2 separate regions of the Gossypium hirsutum genome follow, and region 1 is linked to region 2. Evidence: chromatin contacts called from public Hi-C data. All regions are on one chromosome and are shown on one strand. The core of a region is the stretch at or near the end of the contact, and the rest is flanking DNA. Distances in the headings are between cores, read along the strand shown.

Evidence for each region. A called contact is a pair of places that touch in the nucleus more often than the background predicts.
Region 1: a Hi-C map of leaf shows a contact between it and region 2, with 1.8 times the contacts expected there. The contact joins the enhancer-like site here to the promoter of LOC107889113 in region 2. A contact is called at or near these places in 4 of 34 Hi-C or Micro-C datasets (anther, callus and leaf).

Annotation. Positions count from the first base shown.
Region 1 is chrA09:62,347,649-62,351,631 of Gossypium_hirsutum_v2.1, forward strand. No RefSeq gene overlaps it. Among protein-coding and RNA genes, the nearest start is that of LOC107889115, 4.0 kb to the left of the region's middle. Within about 2 kb of position 2,378, at least 7 of the 9 cell types and tissues checked have an H3K27ac peak or open chromatin away from gene starts, as enhancers often do. A contact at or near this core is called in leaf, where this site is marked.
Region 2 is chrA09:62,234,798-62,238,999 of Gossypium_hirsutum_v2.1, forward strand. LOC107889113 reads left to right here and starts at 1,913. Exons shown (of 2, transcript XM_016813435.2): 1 at 1,913-2,441; 2 at 2,754-3,093. The coding sequence starts at 2,427. The coding sequence ends at 2,972.

The sequences.
Region 1 (3,983 bases), core at 1,128-3,627, 110 kb after region 2:
TGTGGATTTTCCTAGCATCATCTGTTGAAAAGATATTATGAGATCTCCCTTCCATATTCTCTCATTACTGTTGATTAACGCGTCGACCTTTACATCTTGAATAGAATTAACAACTGAAGATAACCTAAAGTTAACGACATCTGGAATCCAAGCATCAGCATTGATATAGATACTTGTACCTGAACTAACCTTTCAACACATACCTTTTTTCAAAACACCCTTCGCTGTTCACATGTTTTTTCATATATAAGAATTGGTTTTTCCCAAATGAGAATTTAAAAAATTATCGTTCGAAAAACATTTTACTTTAAAAACTTGCGTAACTAAGGAATCCTGATTTGTAATAAGCCTCCATCCCTGTTTAGCTAGTAGTGAAATATTAAATTGCGCAATATTTCTAAAGCCCATTTCCCCCTTCTCTTTCGACCGACACATAAATTTCCATTGACACCAATGTATCCCTTTCCTCCCCAGACCTTTTTGCCACTAGAATTTTGCGAAAATATTTTCCAACTCTCCACATAACAATTTTGGTAAAAGGAAACAAGACATAGCATAGGATGGAATTGCCTGGAGAACAGATTTTATAAAGACCTCCTTTCCCCCTTGCGACAACAACCTTGTACTCCAGTTGTCAATTCTCAACTTAACTTTATCTTTGAGATTTTGAAAAGCGTCCTTCTTTCGCCTGCAACAACATTAGGTAGTCCTAGATATTTTTCCAAATTTGTGGAGCATCGAACACCTAGCAAGCTCAAAGTTTCTTCTTTGTCCCTTTCGGTTATCTTTGAACTGTAAAAAATTATCGATTTGCCAAAATTCACACATTGGTCTAAGCACTGTTCATATTCTGTCAAAATTTCTTTTAAAATTCTGGCCCCTTTATGTGGTGCTTCACCAAACAATATATAATCATCTGCAAAAAGCAGGTGTGATATCTTCGGTCCTCTTCTACTAGCCCTCACTCCCTTCATTGATCCCTCAATAGTTGACATTCTTATCAGCGATGAGAGTCCTTCATTGCATATCAAGAATAGGAAAGGGCTAAGCAGGTTACCCTGGCGAAGCCCTCTAGTAGGTTTAAAAACATCTCCTCTTCTTCCATTGATATTCATTGTGTACGAGACTGTGGAGATGCACTTCATGATTAAATTCACCCACTCCACTGCAACTCCCATTTGAATTATAACTTCCTTTAGAAAAGCCCACTCAACTCTGTCATAAGTCTTACTCATATCTAGTTTAACTGCCATAAATCATTTTTTCCCAATACATTTTTGACGTAGTGTATGTAAGAGTTCATAAGCCACAAGCACGTTGTCAGTAATTAGCCTTCCGGGAATAAAAGCACTTTGAGCCTTGTCAATGCATCTCCCAATAACTTCTTGAAGACGATTAGCAATTGCTTTTGCCACAATTTTGTATAAAACTGTGCATAAACTGATAGGTCTGAAATTAACAAGGCTTGTGGGATTTGGCAATTTAGGAATAAGCACAATGTCTGTAAGGTTTAGAGAGTCGAGATCCCTTCCATCACTAAGAATACCCAAACAAAATTTTTCAACATTTTTACCTATAATATGCCAAAATTTTTGAAAAAAATACTGGAAAACCGTCATAACCTGGTACTTTAATGGGCCCCATTCCTTTCAAAGCTAAAATTACCTCTTCTGCTGTAAAAGGTACTAATAAATCTGCATTGATATCAGATGAAATAGTAGAATTAATACCTTTTAGAAGGTGGGATAAACAATCAATTCCCTGTGAAGAAAATAAGTTCTGGAAATAATTTGAAGCTGCCTCATTAATTGTTGTTTCCCCAGAAATATCCCTCCCATCTTCAGTTTCCAACCTAGTAATAGTGTTAATTCGTCTACGAACTGAGGCATATTTGTGGAAAAAAAGTAGAATTTTTATCTCCTAGTTGAAACCAATTTGCTCTTGCCCTCTGTTCCCAGTACATTTCATCTTTGTCGATTTCCATGTTGAGTTGAATTCTAGTATCAATCAGCTTTTCCATTATGTCATCATCCCTATCACTTGCCAGGAACTCCTCAAGTTCTTTCATGAGCTTATTCTTTAACCTGTCTCTACCCTTTTTTATGGACCTAGCCCACCTAGTCAAACCAATCTGTAACCTTTCAAATTTATCGACAATATCTCCATTCGATGACTCCCACGAGTTTTTAATCTCTTGTTTAATAAATTCCTCTATTATCCACCATTCCTCAAACTTAAAGCTTTGACTCCCTTTAAAAGTCTTGTCCTTGTCATTATTAATAAGTAGTGGACAATGTTCTGAAATCGAATGTACCAAGTGATGAATAGCTCCTTTTGAGAAAAGATGCATCCATTTTTAGTTTGCCACGCCTCTATCTAGTCGCTCTTTAATATTTGTTTCCGGTAGGTTCCCTCTCTCTTATGTAAACCAAACCCCTGAATACCCCACATCCATTAATTGACATTCATCTAAAACCTCACGGAAAGCTTCCATTCTTTTTTCCTCCCTCAGTTGACCTCCACTTTTTCAAAAGAATACATTATTTCATTAAAATCACCACATACCAGCCATGGGTGATTTTGATTTTGACCCAACCTCCTTAACAAATTCCACGAGTCATCCTTATTGGTAACATAATGCGAGCCATAGAACCCTGTAAATCTCCACTCTTGATTGACATTATTCTCCTTTACCAGCACATCAATATGGTTTTTTGAGAAATTGTTTAGCCGAATCGTAATTCCAGCTTTCCATGCCATAGAAATTCCACCTCTAGAGCCTTCTGCTCCTACATCAATCTCATTCTCAAAACCACATTTCCTCATAATTCTTTCCATACGCTTACCATCAATTTTGGTTTCCATAAGGAAAACTATTTAGGGTTTATGTTACTTTAGCAAAAATCGAAGCCTTCTTGCTGCCCGTGGACTCCCCAATCCACGGACGTTCCAACAAATGGTTTTCATTGTGTCCGGTCGGCTTGCCATCTGGCAGCGGCCGATCTATTTTGAATGGTAATACCACTTTACTTTAGAATTTCTGCCGTCAAAAGTGTGTCTCCGTCATTGTGAAAGTCTTAATCAACATATTTCACTCTTTTTGCTTCTGTTTCACAAGATTTTCTGTTTTCGTCATCTACAATTTCTATATCCTCCGATTTCCTCTTCCTCAATATACTCTCTTTGTTACCACTTTCCATCTCTCTTGCTGCCTCTAGCCTCTTCCATCTTGGCTTTTTGGCTGGTTTCGATAGTCCTTGATTATTAATTTCCCCATTCTCTTTTCCTTTGCTAATTATCGCTTCCTCCTATAACACTATCGTATTCTCCTGTCCTGTAAGATGCGCATTATCCTGACTTCTGTGGGCAGTAGCACTGTTCCCCGTCTCTTGAAAATTTGGCTCAGAGATTCTCTCTATATCACCTGTATATGAACATTGAGACTTTATCTTCTTTGAAAGGGCATTAAACTTTAGACTCTCCTTTCCAATAAAATTTACTTCTGCTTTTAGTGCTAAAGAAAAAGGAGGATCATCTTTGAATTTGTTTTTTTTCTGTAGGTGTAGACTTAAGACATTCAAAGAGCCCGTGCCCTAGCATACCACAACCAAAGCAAAAATTTGGTAATTTTTCATATTTAAAAGGAATCTAGGACTTACAATACTTTCCTGTTGAAACGAAAATACCCCTGCGCAAGGGCTTTAGCACTTCTAATTGAACTTTAATACGGTAGAATTCTCCATTAATTTCAGATCTCATAATACCTCCAAAAGTAGCCCCAACAGCATGCATCAAGTCTTTTTTGTCAAATTCTGGTGAGCATGGGCCAATCTTAATCCAATATGGGGATGAAGTAAGCCTAATTTGACTCCTTTCCATTGATGAAGTTAACCGATCAAAGAGTACTAAGTTCTTCCTAAATAACCATGGCTGTCCCTCTACAACTGTTTCCAAATCTTTTTCACTATCAAACACTATCGAGA
Region 2 (4,202 bases), core at 663-3,162:
CAGTTCTAAGGAAAGGGTACCTAAGCCAGCAGATTCCTCGATCCTCACCCATTATAGGCTCATATGGGTTGAGTTCAGTTTAGGGGAATACATTTCCCTATAACCATGCAGAGATAAAAATCTCACGAAGACATAGGTACGGATGTATCCCAAAAGCAATCAACTAGCCCATGCGGAGGTGAAAACCTAACGAAGGTATAGCTTCTCACTCCCACTTAAAGGTGTAACCACAACGGTCATGCAATGCAATGCAAGAGTATTCTAAAAGACTCAAACCAAAACAATCATACAAACAAATGCAACAAAAGAATCATGATTTTCAAATCAAAATTTCAATTTTTGACAAAAGGACAGAAAATAATCAATTTATAGCTTGACTCTCTTATTGGTCCCCAATGGAGTCGCCAAGCTGTAGAAGTAATTTTTTATTTGTTGAAAAAAACAGAGATCGACTTTAAAAAATGAAAAAGGGAGTCACCACCAATCCTTTTTATTTAGGTGTGATCGAATCACCTTATAAAATATTTTGTTTTATTAAAACCTCAATTTTGGTCTACGAAATTCGTGAAAACGGGTTCGGGAGTCGCTTGCATACGAGGAAGGATTAGCACCCTCGTAGTGCCCAAAATTGGTACCTAATTGATTAGTTAATGTTCTAATGTCGAAAATTTGAAAAGATTTTAAAATATAATCCCTTTAGAAAAAAAATTGAATAACTCGAATTGAATGTTAAGATTCTCTTGCTTGACATGACCTTTTAGACCTTCAAAACCAAGATCGGCTCTTGATTTTCAGAAATTCATACATTGAAAATTACAAAAGGATATTCGATTATTTGGTCCAACAGAAAACCGAAACCAAGCACGTTAGGGCATGATTTCTCGAATATCCAAACACAGAACATTGCCTTGTTTTGAAGTTAAGAAAACACAACTAAAATTTTGAAAAAATATTCGGTTAGTTGGTCAAATGGAAAATCGAAACCCAACATGTTAGGGCACAACTTCTCGAATTCCCAAACATGGAATATTACCTTTATTTTTAGCAAATTCTTTGTTTAATAATAATGATTTCAGAATAGGAACCATATTAAAACACGACCTTTTGAGCGAACGTAGTGCAGTGGAATAATATACAACGTAAAGTAGTAATTTACAAGCAAAATGCTACAATATTGAATCACAAATAACTAATAAACACAATGCAAGAATTATAATACCCGTGATGATAAATATGTAACATACAATCTCAATATTTAGAAATGATACAAAATGATATACTCCAAAAAAAACTAAAAAAATAAATGATATAAAAAAGATTAAAATAAGTAATAAAAAAGAGAAAAAAAAATAAAGGTTTAAAACAACGAAATAAAAAAAAAACAAATAAAAGTTTAAAAAACAACTATTGTAAACAAATTAAAAATAAATACTATAAATGGCAATAATATGAAATAATTTAAAATAGTTGATGTGCAAAACGGTTTTAAAATACAATAATATATAAAATGATTTAAAACAATTAATTTAAGAGCAACTTAAACTAATATATAAATTTAAATTTATTAAGTTTGAAATGAATAATATATATAAAAATGTGAAACAATCTAGTAAAAATAAGACACAAGATCTTAAAATAAATAATCATAAAACAATTTTTAAAATAAATAATACATAAAAGAAATAGAATAAATAATATATGAAAATAGTTTAAACTAACCAATATATATACAAATATTTAAAGTTAATAATATATAAGTTTAATATAAATAATATACATGAAAGAAATTTAATAAGAAAATAGTTGAAATAAATAATATATAGAAGGATTTAATAAAAGTATTAATAATAAAACTGAAAAGTGATAAATAAGTAAATCAAAACAAGCTAAGGACAAATTTGAAATTAAAACGAAATCTACAGTCTAAAAATTATATATTAAATTAACAAGAGGATCCAGATTGAATGTATGCGCAAAAAATAGGGATTGATTGGGAAATTATCCCTAACCCTTAAAACGCGTCGTTCTGATGCGGACCCAAATGAATCACTGATAAAATCATGGGACAAAATTGAAAAATAAAGATAAATTGATTTGAAAGACCAAGAAATGAGGAAGGGCGAAATGCGCAAATTGCCCGCTAATGGAAAACACGCAGATCCTCTCCGTATTGGGTCAACGCGCAGATCCACGGCCTTGAAACGACATCGTTTAGACGTTCAAACTCCAGGCACAAAACGGTGCCGTTCCATAGGCAATATAAATCTAAAAAATTTTAACTAAACTTCATTTGGTCATTCAGTTTAAAAAAAAAAAAGAAAAGAAAAAAATGCTTCCCATTCCTCTGCTAGGGTTTCGACCTTGCTTTAGGGAGCCACATAGGAGGGTCATCGGTGCTTCAGCACCTTCGCCTCTGACGCAGATCCATGAAGCGAACACAGGTAAGCCCTTTCTCTTTCAGTTTTTATTTAGAATCCGTTTGTAAAAAAAACGAAAAGAAGGAATAAAGGAAACGTGAATTTGAAAAGAAAATCCCAGAAAAAGAATGAAAAACAACCTTTTAAACCTTGGATCTGATTTTTTTATTGCTATTGATTTTTTTTTATTCAGTATCCATAAAAACTTTGCACCGATTCTCTGGCTTTTTATAGCAAAAAAAATGAAAACGAAATTACAACCTCATTTTTCTTCTATATTTTCTACTATTATTTTTTACTATTTTCTGTTATTTGCTGGTTATTTGCTGTATTTAGTTTCGTCTCGCAGGTTCTGCTGATGTGGAAGTGTACGGAGAAGGCCACTTGTGGGGAGGCTACGGCGCGCATGAGCAGCAGCTTCGTGGCCTAGAGTTTCCAGCAGATCTCATCTGTTCAGGCCATTTGGGCCAGTGTGCCTTGGGCCCTTGGAATTGGGTCTGTTTTAGGTTTTTAGCAACTGGGTTGGGTCTAGGTCTTAGGTTGGGTCTATTGTAAAATGGGTTTTGAAATTTGGGCTATCTTGTGTTTGGGCTAGAATTTTGTGATCTGGACTAATATTTTATTTTTTATTTTGGACTATTAAAAAAACCTGGTGTAAATGGACTTTTATTTATTATTTTTTGTTTTAAGTTATTTTATTTATTTTTGGATAACTTTATGGGCCCAGACGAAATGGGCCTTCTACAAACCCCACACACCAAATTAGTGATCATATGTCATTGTATAGAAATATGCAGTTAAGCTGCCAGATATAGTATAAAAAACTGCTAGAATTAGATATATGCAGTGTTTAACTGCCAAATACAATAATTTGCAGTGTTACGGCTAGAAATTGCAAAACATTGTCTATCAGAACTTACTCCATCACATATCATATCCCACCCCAAATACACATGCAATAACATAACATATATTAAGGCATATTCAGAATAACCATGCTTATAATGCTCACAAGTTTACATATTAGAAACACATTTTGAAAGGTAGACATACCTTTAGAATTTATGTGATCATAATAGAACATTAGTTTTCATTTATCAAACAACATGCACATCACTTAACAAAACCTATAAAATCACTAACCTCAAAATGCATTTTAAAAATACGACCATAACTAATTTTACTTAAAATGGGCCCATAGGTTCGTGTGGCCCACATGGCCTAACACACGGTCGCATTGCTCACATAGCCTGGCACACGACTATGTAGTGTCGACAATATCATTTTTGGCTTCACTCCGTTCACTGATTTTTTGGGATTAGAGTTACACACCTGTCTGTTTTTCAAATTGTTGCCACAACAACAGCACCCAAATCTACAAACAACAATCACCATTCAAAAAATAAATAAGATTGCACAAAAAACCAAGTTGAAAAAACTCGGTCTTTGCCCATTCCAACTTTTTAGCTAAAAGAATGGCTCTTACGAACCAGCCCCTAAACTAAGGTATTCAATCACTTACTCAAAACAACAATGACCTAACAACACCTAGATCATTGAAAAATTAACCACTCCACCACCATCACCTAAAATATTTACTGAACCAATTAGAACGAGGATTTTCATATCACTAAAATTACCTACCTTGCATGGGAAAACTATATAAACTTACAAAAGAGAGGATATAGATAGTATAAAACTTATACTGCGATGATAATTCTATTCCCCACTCGAACACATGACACAAAGGAGTAACATTACAGAGTTGGTGGCAATACAAAGGCA